4 separate regions of the Mus musculus genome follow, and all the other regions are linked to region 3. Evidence: chromatin contacts called from public Hi-C and HiChIP or PLAC-seq data. All regions are on one chromosome and are shown on one strand. The core of a region is the stretch at or near the end of the contact, and the rest is flanking DNA. Distances in the headings are between cores, read along the strand shown.

Region 1 (3,029 bases), core at 215-2,714, 340 kb before region 3:
CTGTAGGGAAGAAACCTTAAAAAAATAAACCCTTAAATCAGTGAAATTATAAACAGGTTGTTTAGGAAAGGGTCGCACACATATTTATGGTGGAAAGGCAGAAGGGTAGAACTCATGAACCCTGTGCCTCTAGCTTCAAATCTTAACTCTTTTACCTGTTAGCTGTGTATATTGGCAATTGCCCCAAGCTCTTTGTGGCTCAGTTCCTACTAGAAAAGAAGCACTCTTCTTCATCAATAGAGGCACTCAGAGAAGTATGAACTCATTCTTCATCAATAGAGGCACTCAGAGAAGTATGAACTCATTCTTCATCAATAGAGGCACTCACAGAAGTATGAACTCGTAAAGCACAACACATGGTTTGGCACGTAAGCAGCACTGGAGAAAATAAAAGTTTTGTTGTTTGCAGTATTTAGCAAACTGTCCACATGTGTGATTTCCCTAGTGTTTGTGTGGCCAGATTCAATTTGAGTATATTAAAAAGATGGGAACGAAGTTCTTAGAAAATCCCCAGACTGAGAGAAAAAGTCATTACCAATGATGGTGATCTGTCAAATTTAGGGAGTTAGCATAATTGGCAATGTTGTGTTTAAAAATATCCAGCTCCTTCCAACTGCTTTTGGACTTTTGGGTCCCGTTCCTTCACCTCTTGCCTCTGCATGTCAGCCCGATGGAGCTGTTATTTCCTGCAGGGATCCTAGCCTTCCATTTCTTTCGTTGTCTTAAGCCTCCCTCGCCTGCTGTGTTCTTCTCCACTCATTAACGTCTAACCCATCCTTCAAAACATCAGTTCCTGCGTCTTCCCACCTCTGTACAGCCTTTGAGACCGCGCACACACCGTGGTCTTCCTCCATGCCAGATCTTTTATCTCATTTCTTCCTGTAATTATTTTGTATAATCTATTTGTGCACTTGATTGTTTTTCTATCAGATCTAAACATCTTGAATGCCCCATAATGCTTAGTGTACAACCTTTCATATCCTGAGTCGCTGAAGCCATTTACTGAGATGGAAGTCAACTTTATAACCTAATGTTTATTTTGAAAACTTCTGCCCAGGATGTCAGGATTGAGTGCAACCATTTCTGCGCTGGCAGTAGGTACTACAAGTGAAACAGGATTGAATAGCAGTCTGCTCTCCTGTAGATAACTCTACATTCCCTCAGAGAGAGAGAGTGCAGGGGCATCCGAACGGGGCACTGGTTGCAATACTGTCTCAGGTTCTGATAAGTATATCTCAACATTGACATTGATCATTGATACAGTCAGAGGACAGTGTCTTGACAGGGTAAAGGGCCTCTTCTAAATGAAGAGAGCCGAAAGCAGAGAGTGCACAGCCTGCATGGGGATTTCTTTGCCTTTACATATTTGAAGAGTTGTCATGGTGATAGTGAGGGGTGAGACACTGAAATGCTTCAGAGGACAAAGCTAGGACCAGTGGGTGGCAATTACCAGGGGCCAGATTTCAGCCCAATATTAGCAACTCTAATAACTGTGGCTATTCATCAGTGGAAAGAGCTGCCCTCCACAATGGTAAGCGCCACAGCAGGATGCATAGGCTGGATAATCTTCTAGCTCTGGGAGTATTGGGTGAGAGGTTGCGTTTCATGACCCCCAAAGACCTCTTCATCCCAAAGATTAATTGATTTTATGGAAATCTGTATTTGGGCTAAGGATACTGGGATAAATACCCTGCTGGGTGTTGTGTTTTGAATGCAGTCTGAGCTAGGGATGACACAGTCAAGGGTTCATTGTGTTGTGATTCCCCAAAAGAACGAGCTAAGGTTTTATTTGGGGGTCTGTCAAATCCGTTCTGTTTGCTTTTCCTGGTTTCATAGCTTAAGTGCAAAGAGGCCCTAGCTGGGTTTCCGAACTTGGTGTTAGACCACACTGTATTCTCATAGGTCATTTCCTGCGGGTTCCATCTTTGCATCAGCATTTCCAAGCTGTGCTTGCTGCAAGGGTTGTTGCTAGGGTTGTTTTTCTAGGCTTTGATAATTAATTCAGTGATGGACATGCTCTGCGTGCCAGGGAGGAAGAGCTATTTATCATCTTGTACAAACCTGAGTTTCCAGAGTGACTTAACAGTTTTCAAATGCTTTCTACACACTCGTGGATTGCTAGCTGGCTCCATGCGTTAGATGTAGTCCTGGGTGTTCATAAGTCAAAACACTGCAGGGTTGTGTTGACTGGAAGGATCTCTTCTTACCTCCTGTTCTGTCTCTTGATAGCAATTCTGTTATTGATAAAGACCATACTTGCTTCTTCAAAGTGAGGAATATTCATTATTTCTTAAGTTTTCTTCTTTTTTTTTTAAGTTTTCTTTAACAAATTTTATGATTTGATCGTTTCATACATGTGTATAATACACATTAGTGGTTTCTGTCTGACTCCCTTTTTCTCCTAATGAATGCCTTCTTCCCAACAAGTCTTGTGCTTTTCTTTTCTTTTCTTTTCTTTTCTTTTCTTTTCTTTTCTTTTCTTTTCTTTTCCTTTCCTTTCCTTTCCTTTCCTTTCCTTTCCTTTCCTTTCCTTTCCTTTCCTTTCCTTTCCTTCCCTTCCCTTCCCTTCCCTTCCCTTCCCTTCCCTTCCCTTCCCTTCCCTTCCCTTCCCTTCCCTTCCCTTCCCTTCCCTTTCCTTTCTTTTCTTTTCTTTTTGATTTTTTTATTATATATTTTCTTTATTTACATTTCAAATGTTATCCCCTACCCTGGTTCCCCCTCCCCCTGCTTCTTTAAGGGTGTTCCCCCCCCCCCCCACCCACCCACTCCCATTTCCCTGTCCTGGCATTCCCCTACACTGGGGCATCAAGTCTTCACAGGACCAAGGGCCTCTCTTCCCAATGATATCTGACAAGGCCATTCTCTGCCACATATGTGGCTGGAGCCATGGGTTGGTCACTCTGTGTTATATGTGGTTCCCTCTCATCATATGCACTTATACCTGGTGCTGGCTGAACCATCTTGTCAGAGATTCACCTATTCCTGCTCAGCCTTGCTGTCAGACAATCTGCACTAGATTCCTTCTAATT
Region 2 (2,927 bases), core at 217-2,716, 480 kb before region 3:
CTATTTTTTTTCTTGTACTATCAACATTTTAGAGTGGGCAAGGTCCCACCCACCCCCCTTGCCCTTAGGGAGAGTGGTGTTTGTTTTATTATGTTTTGTGGAAAGAGCTTCCCTGTTTCCTTTTGGCTTTTGTCAGTGCCTTTTGTCTTCTGTTTGGGGCTATTTTGAAGAAAGCTATTATAAATAAGTTGGTAAAATCTTTCTTATGAATGTGTTTGCATTTCCATTGGGTAAATGTCTAGAAATGAGAGTGCTGGATTGCATGGCGGATGCTTATTTAACGTGCCGCAGGGGTCTGCACTGTGGGACCGAACCCCTGCTACGTTGTTTGTATTGTCATCTGTGAAGCCATCATCAGGCGGTCCTGTGGGGTTGCCGTATCTCACCTGTGAAACCATTATCCGGGCTGGCTTGTGAGGTTGCTGGTCTCTCTTACTCTTGTGATAATGAATACCTCATTTTGAGTTTCATCTTCATTTCCAGCCCAGAGATTCTTACCTCTTTCCAGGTGCTATTCGGTTGGTTTGGGTTTGGGTTTCTCTTCGTTTGCAAGGCGTCTGTTTAGTGATTGGTTGTAGGATCCCTGGTACCCACCACCACCAGGTATGCCTCAAGCGTGAGGTTTCACTGCAGACCTGAAACTGAGAAACCTTCTGCCATCTGCATAAATTTGATCTATATCTCAGAAACATGAAATGTGTCCCTATGTTTCCTGATTTTTTTTTTCTTCCCTGTGATGCTCAGAGTGTTTTCCAATGCTGATAATTAGCAGAGATTCAGAACTCCCTCAGTTTTCTTTGGGGTAGCTTTCCAGTACTTTCGCCTTTCCAGGGGATGAGACCAGTGCTTCTTTCCATTGTTGATGTAACTCTGCAGGAACCTGTCCCATCTGGAATTCTTGAGACACCTTTTCAATTCGTACCCAGGGATATTTCCTGGTGAGACTTCTAAATGCAGTCATTTCTTCTGCATGCTTCTTTTTTTGTTTGTTTGATGCTTTTTTGTTTTTGTTTTGTTTCATTTTTACTTTGCTCCACAAAACAGTATCTTTACTTATTTTTTTTTAATTAAGTGTTCAATACAGAAATATTATTTTCCCATTCTGGCCTTCTGATCATGGAACTTAAAATTTTCCTTTTAGTTGCAGTGGAAAGAATGGGATTCAGGCACTTTGCTTTTAGAATCTGTCAAGGGGGGGCATTGTTTGCTAAGGTGCTGTTTTCTAGCCCGTCCCACTCAGGGAAGCAGGCAAGATGTAGCTCTGGGAGTCTGGGACCTGCTTCTGACCAGGAGGCAAGAACAGTGGTAGCCAGGTGTTTTCTTACTGCGAATTGAAACAGGAACACAGTGGCTCCTTCTCAGATGGAGAGAGGCACTAGCCCCTGTGCAGAGCTGTGTTCAAAGTGCCTTAGAGACAGGAACAGCTTTTGGGGAGGCCACTAAGTGCCACCTCCCTAAGATGGAGCACAGTCCTTTTGGAACAAGGCCATTCCACTGTAGGCTAGAAGCGCGCGAGAGACTGAGTTATATCCTACCAGAAAGCAAACATCACAGCCACCACATTTTCGTACAGTACCGGGATTTTGTGTATCAGACCTGGAGTCTGGGTTGCAGTGGTTCTCACTTCAAAGAGGGAACAGTCTGAGCTGTGATGAGCATAACTGCAAGGGATTAAAGTGCTTTAAATGCATAAATTTCTAATGACACTAAAAATAAAAACAAAACACACACCACATTCCAGTAAATGGAAAACTCTACAAAGCAAAAGTCTGTCTAAAATAGAAATCACAAAGCAGAAGAAGTGGGAGTGGGGGTGTTTGAGCAATTTAGAATTTAAAAGAAACTCAAAACACATGTGACTCCATCCGTTGTTATTCTGGAGCCAACTGTGGAATCTGACAAGCATCAGTTGTTAAAACACTGTGTAAGTAGCCTAGAAGCTTGAGTTACTAACTGGATATTAGATGATAGTGAATATTATTAATAGTTTAGGTATTCTCATGGCTTTGTGGGTTAATTTTTTTTTAAAAATCTATTATTTATTTATTTACACTCCAGATTTTATTCCCCTCCCAGTCCACCCTCCGGCTGTTCCATATCACATACCTCCTCCCCATGCACTGTCTCCACGAGGATGTCCCCACCCCACCAGACCTCTAAACTCCCTGGGGCCTTCAGTATCTTGAGGATTCGATGCATCATCTCTGACTGATGAGACCTGGCACTCCTCCACTGTATATGTGTTGGGGGCCTCATATCAGCTGGTGTATGCTGCCTGGTTGGTAATACAGTGTTTGAGAGATCTTGGGGGTCCTGGTTGAGACTGCTGGTCCTCCTACCGGATTGCCCTCCTTCTCAGCTTTTTCCAGCTTTCCCCTAGTTCAACCACAGGGGTCAGCAGCTTCTGTCCATTGGTTGGGTGCAAATATCTGCATCTGACTCTTTTAGCTGCTTGTTGTGTCTTTCAGAGGACAGTCACGATAGGTCCCTTTTTGTGAGCACTCCATAGCCTTAGTAATAATGTCAGGCCTTGGGACCTCTCCTTGAGCTGGATCCCACTGCTGGACTTTCTTTTTCTCAGGCTCCTCTCCATTTCTACCCCTGCAGTTCTTTCAGACAGGGGCAATTATGGGTCAGAGTTTTGACTGTGGAATGGCAACCCCATCCCTCACTTGATGCCCCGTCTTTCTGCTGGAGACATGTTGATTGACATATTCGAAACATCTTTGAAATAACAAGAATGGATGTACTCCAAAACTGACCTATGGCAGGAATTTGAGTAAAACAATAACGAGTGTGTGCTGTCAGGTTGTTGTGTTTGGTTTTGAGTTGGGGTAGACGGGGTGATTGAGTCAGGGGCTTTGCGCATGCTAAGCAAGTATAAATACATCCCCAGTTGGCCATTTTTATTAATGGATAATAAATGC
Region 3 (3,400 bases), core at 130-2,629:
TCCAGCAGGTTGCGGTTCACGCACTTAACCGTGCGCGCCGCCTCGGAGCACTCGCACGCCGCGGGGCATCTCTCGGCTGGCGGAGGCTGCGCAGACCCCGAGGCCAGGAAGGCTGCCGGGGAGGTGGAAGACGAGGGTACCGAAGAGCTGGGGGCCGACGCGGAGACCCAACCCAGCAGCACTAGCGCCAGCCTTGCCAACCTCAGCCGTCCGTCCCCGGCGGAGGGGCCCCGGGAGCCCGCCCCAGGCATCGCGGCTCGCGGTTCCCCGGAGCTGGGACAGCGCCCGCTCCGAAGACTCGACCGCCTGGGCCCGGCGGGCGCGAGCCGGCCGCAAGCGTCGACGGCAAACTTTCCTCGCGTGGGAGCAGAGGAGGGGACGCCAAAAGCTGGAACTTGGCTAACCCCGAGCCACCGGGCGTCCCCCTCCCGGAGCGGCACCCCGCCCTTCCCTCCAGTGAGTACGCACGGCGGGTCGGGACACGGGCCTTGGCGCTCCTCCTCCCGCCGCAGCTGGGGTGGGTGGCACCTCCTCAACTCCTTTGTTGGCGCCTCTCTCAGGGCAGGATCGGATGAGCGACCTGGGACAAGCGGGAGAGAAGCGTGAGGAGGAGTGACGGCCGCAGCTCCCCGAGTACGAACCAAGTAGTCCCCACACTAGCAACCCGGCCCAAGCTTCTGTGTGCGTCCTTCCTCCCTAGTGGGACGCGGTCCCCACTCCCAGGCGCTAAGCCTACCTCTTCCGGGCCCACACCATCAGGACCCGGGCCACCTCCCGCCTGGCTCCTGCCCGGATTGCCCTCCTCCCGCCTAGAACTTCACGCAGACCCCGCGGTGTCCAGCGAGCAAACTTCTCCTTTTTCCGGATCCCAGCTCCTACCGCCCCGGCCGACCACCTGCCTTCCGGGGTCCCCGCCCCCGCCGCTCCTCCCCCTCCCACCTTGGGATGAGAGCGAAGTTTCGGGTTACGGGACTCTTAAGAGCTTTTTTTTTTTTTTGGTACCTCCTTGGATTAGTGTGAAAAGGGGAGCAGAGCCGTACAGCTGTCGCCTACTCTCGACTCCCCAGTTCCTGGCCACCCAGCTCCCCGATCCCGAGAGGATCCAGACATCTCCAGAAAAACGGAGGGAACCCGCCAACAAAGCGGCCGTGGGACCGTGGGCGGTGTGGCAGCCAGGACCCCCCCCCCCCCGGCTCTCTTCACGCCCTAGTATAGAAAGGAACCCTGGTCCCGCCTCCAGGCTCCAAACCTGGCCGCTCGGTCCCCACTGCTCACCTCCGCACCCCGCGCCTGCAAAGCCAACTCCGAGGGCCACCCGAGTCCACGCGCCTTCCCAGCTCCTGCTGCGGGCGCCGACTCTCCTCTCAACCCCAGCCCCTGGCCCAACCTCCACGGCTGGGAAAAACCAAGCCGGGGGGCGGGGGAGGGCCAGGGCTGCAGGAGAGATCGCCGCCGCGCTGGCCACCTCTGCTGCCCCAGGTAGGGGCTTCAGGGAGGGATACGAGGGGCAACCTAGGCTGGGCGACTCCCCTAGGCGGAGATAAATGAGCAACGCATCCCGAGAAGGTGAGGGATTCCCCTTCTGTTCCCCCTCCCCGGCATCCTTTGGTGGTTCCGTATTTTGCATAGCGTATTTACCTCGGACAGAAACAAAACCGCTGGTGGACCTCTTGGAATTCACGCTGCTTCTGGCACCGCTGGCAGTGAGGAGAGGGATTTAAGCGTGAGCAAAGCAGCAGTAGAAGAAGGAGCTGCACAGGTTACATCCGCCGCGGCAAACGCCTGGGTTGTGAGGGAGATTCAGAAAGTCTCCTCTCTCGTGGCTCGGTTTGGCTGGCAACTTCAGTTTATGAGGTAGTTAGTTAATGCCTTCCTACCTGTGCCGCCCCCGCACGTCTAGGGTAGTTATCAAACTTGTAAAGACAGTCAACTTTAAAGTGGGGGAGGGTTACTGGAAAGGACACTCATTCTTGATTCATTATGGGTGGTTTTTTCCCCCCTCCTCTCAAAATTAAAACCAGAGGGAAGAAAATTGCAGCTAAAACACCCCAGAAACAAAAGCAAATTGCAAAGACGTGAGTCACCCGGAAAGCTCCCTACACCAGATGCGGTGCGTTGTGTCAGCACAAGTCACTTACGCAGGGAGCGCTCGCGGCGGGAGGTGGGCGGGCTGACCTGGGAAAGAAGTTTGTCCCAAAGTCTGTCTCCCAGGGGGCGCTGGCAGGCGCCGGATGATGGATTAGGGAAACGACTGGAATGCTTATAGGACCAATGTCATTAAGTCTGGAGAGAGTTGGAGTCCCGAACGCCCTCTCATTGCTCTCTCAAAAAGTCTTATCTGCTTTTCCTCAGTCAAATTTTCCCCAAGTTAAAAGGTGTGGGTGATTACAGACTATTTCATTTTAGAGAGAGAAACGATAGGAGAGATAAGGCTGGGAAAAAGAAGACCCAGTATAATAAAAGTATCAAGTTAAGGAAGCCGGGGATTGTTCCCCACAACATGCATCATGACTGTGGCGGTCCAATTCTGAGTCTATGGCTGTTTCTTTCTGTGGAAAGATAGTCCACAGAAACACCAGCCAAAATGGCCCAGGAAAAAAAGCTGCAGAGCCTGGAGACTGCAGAGATTTGTGCAAAAAGACAGTTTCATTAATTTGCATCTTCAGCACATTTATCTAAATCCCTTTCTCTTATTTTTAAAAGTGTTTTGCAGTATAAATGTGAAAAGCTTTGAGGGGAAAAAAAAACCGACTCAGAAGCTGAAGTCATATGTATGGCAATCATGACGATGGTTATGTAAACCCATACACGTGCTAAAACTCGTAAGACTGTACGCCGAAAAGGGCAATTTTACTGCCTACGTTTGTAGTAAAGTAAATGGCACGGGAAGAATTTTTCTGATCTTCTGGTGTGGTCTTAAATGGTTCTGTCAAAAGAGCAAGTGCTCTTGTGACCTAGCTTTTTAGCATTAAAAAAAAAAAAAAAAAAAAAAAAGTATTCTCATCTCATCTCAACATATACCTCAGAGGCAAGATACACTGTAGCATTGGGACGATCGTCCTGAATCCTTCCTGTTCAGCTTGCCAAACAAGCAAGCAAACAAACAAACAAAAAAGACTATGAGCTAGTGTGATCTGGGGTCAAATGTTTTCTACTTGCCTAGTCATGCCACTTAATAACAATTACCCAATTTTACTCTGCATATCACAACCAAGATAAATCTTCTCACCAGATTTACCCATGAGAAAGCAGGCATGCTGGTATAGAACAATGTCAAGTGGAAGGTGGAGATGGAACCAGGACAAACTTACCTGCTTTTCATGTCTTCCCATTCCATGTCTAGGCCAGATGAAGAGATTTGTGCAAAGTCTCAATCTTTGGATATATTCAGCCTTCAGCC
Region 4 (3,209 bases), core at 431-2,930, 320 kb before region 3:
AACACTTCTAAGCTTATTTTCCGAGCTCTGTGTTACTCTGATACCAAAGCTAGAAAAGAACATGACCAGAAAAGAAAATTATAGGCCAATATCCCTGATGAGCAAAAAAAAAAAAAAAAAAAAAAAAAAGCAAAAAAACTAGAAACACTGACACATTATAGGGGTCACTCATCAAGTGGCATCCAACTCTGTGAGTACAGCAGGACAGTCCAACCTATGCAAATAAGCCAGGGTGGTATGCCACATCAACAGAAAGAGGGGTAAAAGGGTAGAATCAGCTTAGTGAATGTAGCAGAATTATAGAATAACATTCAGTATATACATAAATGTATATATGTGTATAATGGAAATTCAGATTTAAAAAATTAGAAATTCACTGGGCATAGTGATGCTGCCTATAATTCCTTGAAACCCTACAGAGAACAAGAATAAGAAAGAGGAGGGAAGAGGGAGGAGAGAAGGAGAGGTGAGGGAGGGAGGAAGAGAGAGGCGGGGCTTGATTTTTTTCCTTTGCTAATATCATTGGGATTCATTATCTTCAAAGGGCTCTTGGGCTTTTCTTGAATGGAAAACCAAAGTCTTGGGAAGCTGATTTTTTTTTTTTTATGTATTAAAAATGTGCCAGGTGTGGTGGCGCATGCCTTTAATCCCAGCACTCGGGAGGCAGAGGCAGGCAGAGTTCTGAGTTCGAGGCCAGCCTGGTCTACAAAGTGAGTTCCAGGATAGCCCGGGTTATACAGAGAAACCCTGTCTAGAAAAAACAAAACAAAACAAAAAATGTATTAGATTCTGACCGCATCGCTAATGTGGCCATACATATAGGAGCCTGCCTATTTGACCAAGACACCTCTAGCCTCTTATAGAGTATGTGTGTTGGAGGGAGCCAGAAGAAAAGAGGCATAATGCATAATCCAATCAGTGGCTGCTCACAAGCCAACTCTGCTGTACACAAGCCCACGATGTTAGCTTTAGTCTCAACCCCCCTGCCAGATGACAGCTTGTTAGAATCTGAAATCCATACATTTTTGTTGTTGATGTTGAAAGATTCGGTGTTCATCAGTTGTCCTTGGAATCAAACATTTCAGCAGTTTGATTTGTGATTTGTACACACTGGTGTTTCAATCATGCAATGCTGATTTGAGATGCAGCGACAGCGAGCATCTCTGACTGCGGTCTGTAATGAAGTGCCTGTATAATTTATGATTGCCAGTTCTTGAAATCTCCCTAAAACCTTTGCTTACACTAGGACCCAGGTGCCTAAAGGCCTCAAAAAACAAAACAAAACAAAGAAACAAACAAAACAACACACACACACACACACACACACACACACACACACACAAAACCCCAAAACAAAACAAATCAAACAAATCAAAACCCTTCTGGATCCTTTTTCTTATGGGTGGTATCAGGTAAGATATGATATCTGAACCAGATTGTATGTGAAACTTTACACACTCCTAGAGTTAAAATCAAATTTAAAATTCCACCACTGTGCAGGAGAGTGTTAGTTTATCTAAAAAGCCTTTATAGTTCCCCTTGTTTGCCCCTCTTCTTTTGAGGCAGGAGCACATGTGAGCATGAGTGATGTCAAAGGCTGAGGGAGACATGAGTAGAAGTACTTGTATCACTTCCTTAACCCCCCCCCCCCACCTGCTCACTGGTGTGGGAAGAGAGGGATTTAAGCAGCAGCAAGGGACAGTCCATGTGAGGAGGTGAGCTGCCTCTACCTGTTTCTCTATGTGGTGCAGAAGTACTGATTTAAATTCATTTGAGCATCAGAGGTGAGATTCTCAAAAGAAAGATTATCAACCTGCCTATTTATTAAAGAAAAAAAAAAAGTACCCAGCAGGCTGAGCCTGAACTTGCTTAAAATGTACACAGCTCAGAGGAAGCCATGCTGAACCGAATCACTGCTGCTTGAGAGACCACGTGGGCTTGGTTATTATTGTCAGCATGCTCCATCAGCTGAGGGACACTGTTCCCTCCTCTGGCCTTCTGCTCCACTGGCTTGTGGCCATTCTCCACTCTCAAGGTTAAGCTATGAGCTAGAGTGTGATCAGAAGCCTGATCGTGTAAGCTTCTTTTCCTGGGGATCCTGAATAGTGTTGTTCAATGATTCAAGCTGTTTTCCACCTACCCAGTAAATAAACCTGACCTTCATATTCTCACCCATCTTTACATTATCCAGCCTCAGTTTCCATATGAATTAATTAGATGAAACAATCAAATTCTATCAAATTCCATCTCTAACATGCTCAGAATGACTCTTTATGAGCATACTTAATGACTCGTTTTGGAAAATTCTTTTTACAACCTATTTTATTTGATACACCTGATAACTTCGCTTAAACACTTGTGTGCATGTGTGTGTGTGTGTGTGTGTGCGTGTGTATTTGTCTATAAACTATATACTTGCTTTGCCATGTATTTGTCTCTGAACATCTTTCTGTGATATTACCTAGAAACAAAGAGGGAGAATCTGCTGTAGTAGCTCCCCCCTCCCCCCCATGTGTGTGTGTGTGTGTGTGTGTGTGTGTGTGTGTGTGTGTGTGTGTGTATATGTAAACAAAGAGAAATCCAAGCTCACAGGTTACAAAATTTAAACCATAGACAAGGGATGGAACTTATACTGAGTGTGATTGTGAAGGGATTTTTATGAGTTGGAAGAGAAAAAGGAACCATCTCCATAAAGTTCAGAGCATCTTGTGAAAGATTGGGAGCAGAGTAGAAGGGGGACCTCCAACTTAAGGAGAAGGGCATCTGATGATTCAGGGAAGATGGAGATGGATGCAGTGTGGATGTAACTCTTTCTGGAGGAGACCCAGTCTTCCCTTCTGTAGTAGGAAGGAAAATAGCCCCTCCATAGAGCCTGTGCTCTGATCCCTGGAATCTGTGGACATACTAACTTCATGGCAAGGGGACTTCCTCAGACGTGGCTAAAGTTACCTAGATAAGATCATTCTAGTCACTGAGGCCTTAAAATGAGAGACACTTTCCAAGGCATATCCAGTGGAAGAGATGGGATCAGGGAGAAAGAGTGAGATTGATGAGTTTCTTCTGGTTTTTATGATGGAGGAAGGAGCCATCAGCCAAAGGATTGCTGGAAACTGTAGGATACAAGGAAACATGCCTTCCCCAAAGCTTCCAAAAAGGAATATAGCCCTACAAAGAACTTGATTTAGTGGATTAGACTTCTAACGTATAGA

What was found. A called contact is a pair of places that touch in the nucleus more often than the background predicts. HiChIP or PLAC-seq counts read pairs in DNA pulled down with a chosen protein or histone mark.
Region 1: a contact with region 3 is called in an H3K4me3 HiChIP or PLAC-seq map of neural tube, with 4 times the contacts expected there. The contact joins the enhancer-like site here to the promoter of Tpbg in region 3. A contact is called at or near these places in 5 of 39 promoter capture datasets (the 3T3-L1 cell line, cranial neural crest, liver and 2 more), 1 of 484 Hi-C or Micro-C datasets (cerebellar granule neurons), 13 of 115 datasets of contacts at active chromatin or transcription factors (the NIH/3T3 cell line, astrocytes, craniofacial prominence and 10 more) and 2 of 9 other capture datasets (embryonic trunk and liver).
Region 2: an H3K4me3 HiChIP or PLAC-seq map of forebrain shows a contact between it and region 3, with 9 times the contacts expected there. The contact joins the enhancer-like site here to the promoter of Tpbg in region 3. A contact is called at or near these places in 13 of 39 promoter capture datasets (the 3T3-L1 cell line, 3T3-L1-derived adipocytes, the C10 cell line and 10 more), 2 of 484 Hi-C or Micro-C datasets (nephron progenitors and urothelial organoids), 15 of 115 datasets of contacts at active chromatin or transcription factors (astrocytes, craniofacial prominence, embryonic brain and 10 more) and 1 of 9 other capture datasets (adipose tissue).
Region 4: a contact with region 3 is called in a Hi-C map of cerebellum, with 1.5 times the contacts expected there. The contact joins the enhancer-like site here to the promoter of Tpbg in region 3. A contact is called at or near these places in 7 of 39 promoter capture datasets (the 3T3-L1 cell line, cranial neural crest, embryonic stem cells and 3 more), 2 of 484 Hi-C or Micro-C datasets (cerebellar granule neurons and cerebellum), 11 of 115 datasets of contacts at active chromatin or transcription factors (the NIH/3T3 cell line, embryonic hindbrain, embryonic limb bud and 6 more) and 2 of 9 other capture datasets (liver and pancreatic islet).

Annotation. Positions count from the first base shown.
Region 1 is chr9:86,185,701-86,188,729 of GRCm38.p6, reverse strand. No RefSeq gene overlaps it. Among named protein-coding and RNA genes, the nearest start is that of Ube2cbp, 280 kb to the left of the region's middle. RefSeq lists an enhancer at 354-2,421. Within about 2 kb of position 1,464, at least 13 of the 459 cell types and tissues checked have an H3K27ac peak or open chromatin away from gene starts, as enhancers often do. A contact at or near this core is called in astrocytes, neural stem cells and neural tube, where this site is marked.
Region 2 is chr9:86,323,905-86,326,831 of GRCm38.p6, reverse strand. All of the region lies in intron 9 of Ube2cbp (ubiquitin-conjugating enzyme E2C binding protein), which reads left to right. Among named protein-coding and RNA genes, the nearest start is that of Ube2cbp, 140 kb to the left of the region's middle. Within about 2 kb of position 1,466, at least 7 of the 459 cell types and tissues checked have an H3K27ac peak or open chromatin away from gene starts, as enhancers often do.
Region 3 is chr9:85,840,831-85,844,230 of GRCm38.p6, reverse strand. It overlaps Tpbg (trophoblast glycoprotein), which reads right to left and starts at 1,379. Exons shown (of 2, transcript NM_001164792.1): 1 at 1,276-1,379; 2 at 1-580. The coding sequence starts at 251. LOC115487186 (a long non-coding RNA gene) reads left to right here and starts at 551. Exons shown (of 2, transcript XR_003948199.1): 1 at 551-633; 2 at 1,016-2,889.
Region 4 is chr9:86,165,327-86,168,535 of GRCm38.p6, reverse strand. No RefSeq gene overlaps it. Among named protein-coding and RNA genes, the nearest start is that of Ube2cbp, 300 kb to the left of the region's middle. Within about 2 kb of position 1,680, at least 4 of the 459 cell types and tissues checked have an H3K27ac peak or open chromatin away from gene starts, as enhancers often do. A contact at or near this core is called in cerebellar granule neurons and cerebellum, where this site is marked.